Linked DNA regions of Mus musculus: region 2 is linked to region 1. A link is a contact called in public Hi-C data. All regions are on one chromosome and are shown on one strand. Each heading gives the region's core, a stretch centred on a gene start, on an enhancer-like site or on the middle of the called end of the contact. The rest is flanking DNA. Distances are from core to core; before and after follow the strand shown.

Evidence for each region. A called contact is a pair of places that touch in the nucleus more often than the background predicts.
Region 2: a Hi-C map of liver shows a contact between it and region 1, with 5 times the contacts expected there. The contact joins two enhancer-like sites. A contact is called at or near these places in 1 of 484 Hi-C or Micro-C datasets (liver) and 2 of 9 other capture datasets (adipose tissue and pancreatic islet).

Annotation. Positions count from the first base shown.
Region 1 is chr2:125,614,729-125,617,337 of GRCm38.p6, reverse strand. The region is part of intron 6 of Cep152 (centrosomal protein 152); the gene reads left to right. Among named protein-coding and RNA genes, the nearest start is that of Cep152, 9.1 kb to the left of the region's middle. Within about 2 kb of position 1,302, at least 9 of the 459 cell types and tissues checked have an H3K27ac peak or open chromatin away from gene starts, as enhancers often do. A contact at or near this core is called in liver, where this site is marked.
Region 2 is chr2:125,763,445-125,766,053 of GRCm38.p6, reverse strand. All of the region lies in intron 7 of Secisbp2l (SECIS binding protein 2-like), which reads left to right. Among named protein-coding and RNA genes, the nearest start is that of Secisbp2l, 18 kb to the left of the region's middle. Within about 2 kb of position 1,318, at least 4 of the 459 cell types and tissues checked have an H3K27ac peak or open chromatin away from gene starts, as enhancers often do. A contact at or near this core is called in liver, where this site is marked.

The DNA of each region.
Region 1 (2,609 bases), core at 53-2,552:
CCCTCATTTTCATTCCCAGCCCCTCACGAGAAAATGTTGGTAGGGAGCTTTGCTGGTGGGATAAAGAGAACATAAAACTGAATCCTAACTGCTTCTTTGGGAATCATTGTGTTGTGCTCCCTAATGTAGCAATATTTGACACCAAAGTGTCTGAGGAAAGCTTTTGTCCTGCGTATTTCAGTACACTAAGTGCACCCTGAGCTTAGTGCTTTTCTTGTCTGCTTTGGAACATGAATTCCTTATCTCCCCGGGCTTAGGTTTCTCACTCTGAAACGTGTAATTAACACTTCAGCCATGAGTTTCTTCATTTTTCCTTTACTTTTACATTTTTTAGCGTGATGATTGTACAAACTTGCTGTTCAGAATCGATGCTGCTCTCAGGTTTAGTTATGTGTTACTTGCCCCCTGTCCATGGTCACTGTTTGGTTGCTATGACGAGGCATAATGACGAAGGCAGCTTTGTAAAAGGAAGCTTTTAATTGAGCCTCACCTAGAGTTTCAGAGGTGTAATCCCATGGTGTGGAGCATGTCTGTATCCTTGCTGCTATTGGAGCAGTCGCCGAGAGCTACATCATGATCTGTAGGCAGAGAGCGACAGACAGACAGACAGAGACAGACAGAGACAGAGACAGAGAGAGGCACACACACTGGGCTTGGCATGGGCTTTTGAAACCCCTAACCCCCAGTGACACATACCACTTAAGGCCTCCTAATCCTTTAAATTAGTGCCATTCCCTGGAGACGAAGTATTCAGAGTTTAGGGGGCCATTCTTACTCAAACCACCATACTCCCCAGCCCTTTTCTTTGATGTAGAGTATGTATAAATATGTCCATAAGGAAAACACTTGAAGCAGCTGGAGAAATTTGAGCTGAAATGTTAAAGAAAGAAAGAAAGAAACAAAGAAAGGAAGGAAGGAAGGAAGCAAGCAAGCAAGCTGTACAGTGACTATCGTTAGTGTTTTCATGGACAGAAACTCTTATCACCAAGCTCCTGGTGAATGATTGTGAGCATTGAAGCGCCAGTGTGGCTCGAGAGTGATTGGGTAAGCTGTCCTTAATACTGTAGGACTCCAGGGCTAGGCCAGAGAGAACCCTGGACTACTTTGTCTGGACACAGTGTTGCTCTAAGCTTGTTTGGGCCACAGGATAGCTGTAGAGTACAAGAGCTCCTTTGCCTTGAGGCATCAACATCCAGTGTGAAGAGGCTTCTCCGTATTTGAAGCACAGTGAAGTACAGGGAGCATGTGGTGGAGGTGGAGTGGGGTGACAGTCACTCCCGATCTGCTCCTTCGGGTCCCTGCAGTCACATGCTTTATGTCTTTCGTAACTGTTCCTAAAAGTCTGCATTTTACCAAGTTAATGTATTGCTAAGGCGATTGATTAGACATCTTTTTAAAGTTGACATTTAGAAGTTAATGAATAACTGATGGTAGTGCCCAATTTTCCAGCAATAGCAGTTAAAGAATGAGTGCAACCAGGGCCACAGAACCTCATGAAGAAAACCATGCATGTTCTCCTTCATACGGGAACTCAAGCATAAGCGTAATATATGGCCTATGTGCAGTATAGCATATATGTAAACAGATATGTAAACATGAAGAAAGACCAAGAAAGGCTAATGTTGGGGAAGAAGAAAGACGGGCTAGGCAATGAGTCCAAGCTCCGAAGGGAGGCCTGACCTCATCCCTTGTCTGTTCCTGGCTCGGACTCTGTTTTTGATGGTGGATAAGTACACGCGGCATTTGATAGTGAACTGTACACTCCAATGTTCTACAGCTTCTGTTTGAATGACTACTGCTTAGAAGTTTATTGTAAAGACTTGGGACTGGCTAGTTTTAGTATATGACTTTTTCTAGTGTCATTTTTTTTTTTAATAATAAAGTTTAAAATTAAAAAAAAAAAGGAGTGAATTCGGCATGATGAAGCTTTGAGACAGTTTATTTATACTCCCTTCTGTAAGGCAGAGGGATGCTTTTAATGTTCAGATTTTTTTCCTTCTTCATTTTTAAAGACCAGGTCTTAGTACATAAAGCCTTGGTTTGGAACTTGCTCTGTAGACCAGGATGGCCTCACAGACGCCTACCTTCGACCTGAGTGCTGGGATTAAAGGCATGTACCACCATGCCTGGCCTGACATTTTGGTTTTTAAATTTAAAAAAGAGTACAAATTGCTTTGTTAATAAGTATTTACAATTTTCTATATGTATTTATTGATGTAAGCTTACAGAAGCATTAGACAAATGAAGAGTGTCATTATGGAGTTGAAGTGTTAGTCTTCTGATACCTGTCATTTGGCTTTCTCCTCTGATCTAAGTGTTTTTTCTACAATGACTTTGTTTCTGAAGAAGGCGTCAGAGGTCGCTCCTCTCTTCATTGGTTAATTAACATGGTTAATTACTATTTTATTACTATATTGGCCATTTTGTGCCAATATAAACATAAAAGACTGCATTTCCTTTCTACTAAAGAGAGCCTTTGGCAGGGCTATCGGGTGTTGTCCCTTTCAGGTAACGTGAGAGCAGGTTCCGTGCTTGTTTCACCCCTCCTGTGGCGATGGCACATTGCTGTATTGCAGCTGTGTGTTAGTTGTCCACATTTAGATAGTGAG
Region 2 (2,609 bases), core at 69-2,568, 150 kb before region 1:
GGAAGGGACACACACATGATTGCATAGTTGGCAGGCCCCAGGCCATGGAAGAGCCTGTCTTAAAGAAACAAACGTGGTTGTTTTCTAAGAAAGGGCACCTGAGGCTTCATCTGAGAACATGAAGGTGTGCACTCATGCACATGCGCACACATGAACACCTGCATGTATATCACACACATACACAGGGAGCTCCCATATCTAACTTTAAATGCCTTAGCAAGTAGGGCATAATGACTGGTCGTGTGTTGAGTGGAGGTGGTGAGAATGTGGATGTAAATGGTACCGTGTTTCTACTCTGTGTCTGGGTGAGTATGTCATGACCTTTAGAAAAGGAAAGCCCACCTACCTGTCACTTGCAGTGTCTGTTTCCTTCCATATCAAAACCTAGACACTCTTTTCTTAAGAATGGCTGTTTGAGCTAGGCAATGGTGGTGTATGCCTTTAATTCCAGCACTCGGGAGGCAGAGGCAGCAGAGCTCTGTTACTTTGAGGGCACCCTGGTATACAAAGCAAAGTCTAGTTAAGGAATTAGGGCTGTCAATTCAGGGCTACACAGAGAAACCCTGTTTCAAAAAACAAACAAACAAACAAACAAACAAACCAAAATAGAGTGAGGGGCTGAGCTTAAGGACTGCAGTCTGGTCTTTAGGTTCTAAATGCACAGTGGCTGTAAGGTCTGGACAGCTTGTAGGGTAAGGGTCAGTCTCTGGTCACCAGGCTGGCTAGCAAACACCTTTGCCTGTTGAACCATCTCTTCAACCATGCATATTTTGATGTGGCTTATTAACGCTCTTGCACACTAGTGCCATTGTCACATTGATGGTTACTTGGTGCCACAGTGTGGCCAGACTGGGCAGTTGCCTGTCAGTTATGCAGCGTGGACTGTGCACAGCTATGCATTTACAGAGACTGTATTTTCGTGTGTTGTTTGGCTGTCAAATCAGGGAGTTGTTTATTAGTCATTATTTCTCTTTTTCATTTTAGATAGACTTCCTGGATTCTTTATATCTAGTTAAGGAATTAGGGCTGTCAAATAACTATGTATGAATGGACCAAAAATCAGAGCAGGATAAATGGGTCTGTTTACTGCTCCTGCTGATCTTGGCCTCCCTGAGACTAACACTTCAGACAGTCCCTTGACAGACCCCTTAGGCCTCACGGAAACAGGAGGAATGGTCCTTCCTTCCCTGTGATTCCTACACAGTCAGGCCATTTTTGTTTCAGGCTTATGAGGCAATTTGGCTTTAGCTTTATTTGATGATAAAGATTAAACAAAATGCGCAAAGTGTTTACCGACTTTTTCTGTTGGAATTGAAACTACTTGCCTTGCCAAGTTCCTGGTCGGCATCCTGGCCCTAGTTTTGTTGTTTGTTCATTTTGTAACCCTGAGGTGAAAACCATTTTTTTTCCTTTTCTTTTTTTTTTTGTTTTTTGTTTTTTGTTTTTTTTTTTGTTTTTTGTTTTTTGTTTTCTTTTTTCCGAGACAGGGTTTTTCTGTGTAGCCCTGCTGTCCTGGAACTCACTTTATAGACCAGGCTGGCCTCGAAATCAGAAATCCGCCTGCCTCTGCCTCCCAAATGCTGGAATTAAAGGCATGCGCCACCACTGCTCAGTGGTGAAAAATATTTTAAGTGCTTTATCTCTGCCTGATAATTGGTGGAAAAAAGAAGCCAAGCACCAAGTATATGTTGTTTGTTTGGAGGAGGGTCTTGCTCTAGAGCTGAGGCTAGGCTGGCACTTGCTCTGCAACCAGAGCTGCTCTGAACCTCTGACCTTCCTGCCTTAGTCTCCCAGGTGCTGGCGCCATGTGCCACTCTACCTGGCAGATCTGTTGTTTGTGTTTTCCTCCTTCATTCTTAAAGCAATAGAGGCAGATTGCAAGAGTGTATCGTCTATCTATTACTGGTGTTTCCTTGTCCCTGAGATTTTTGTTAAGTATATATTTGATTTTTTCCCCAAATACCAACTCCTTTTTAAGCCAAACCAGACTGTGGCCCTTTCGCAATTTCTAATTGTTTTCTAGGCTTTAAAGGCTTTTAGAAGGTAAACCCTGCAGGAAATAGTGACCTCTCTTTATTTATACTAGTTCTTTGTGTGTGTGTGTGCGTACGTGTGAGGATGTGTATAGTTCAGCAAATAACTTTGGAAGCTCTCCTTGCACCTCCTGAGGATCCCAGGGGTCAAGCACAGGCCAGCCAGGCCTCACGGCAAGCACCTTTACCTCCTAGATGGTTTCATCTATCCTTGTGCTACTTTTTATAGTACAGTGTTTCGAGATTTTTTTATTTTTTTATTTTTTTTAAAAGATTTATTTATTTATTAATATATGTAAGTGCACTGTAGCTGTCTTCAGACACACCAGAAGAGGGAGTCAGATCTCATTACGGATGGTTGTGAGCCACCATGTGGTTGCTGGGATTTGAACTCTGGACCTTCGGAAGAGCAGTCAGGTGCTCTTACCCACTGAGCCATCTCACCAGCCCGAGATATTTTTATAAGAGACTTAATTTTGATGACTGGTAGCACCTGGTCGTCTATGTCTTAAAGCAGCAAGTACTTGTGCTCACTGATTGTGGGACTAGAGAGTTGGCTGAGGGGGTAATAGCGCT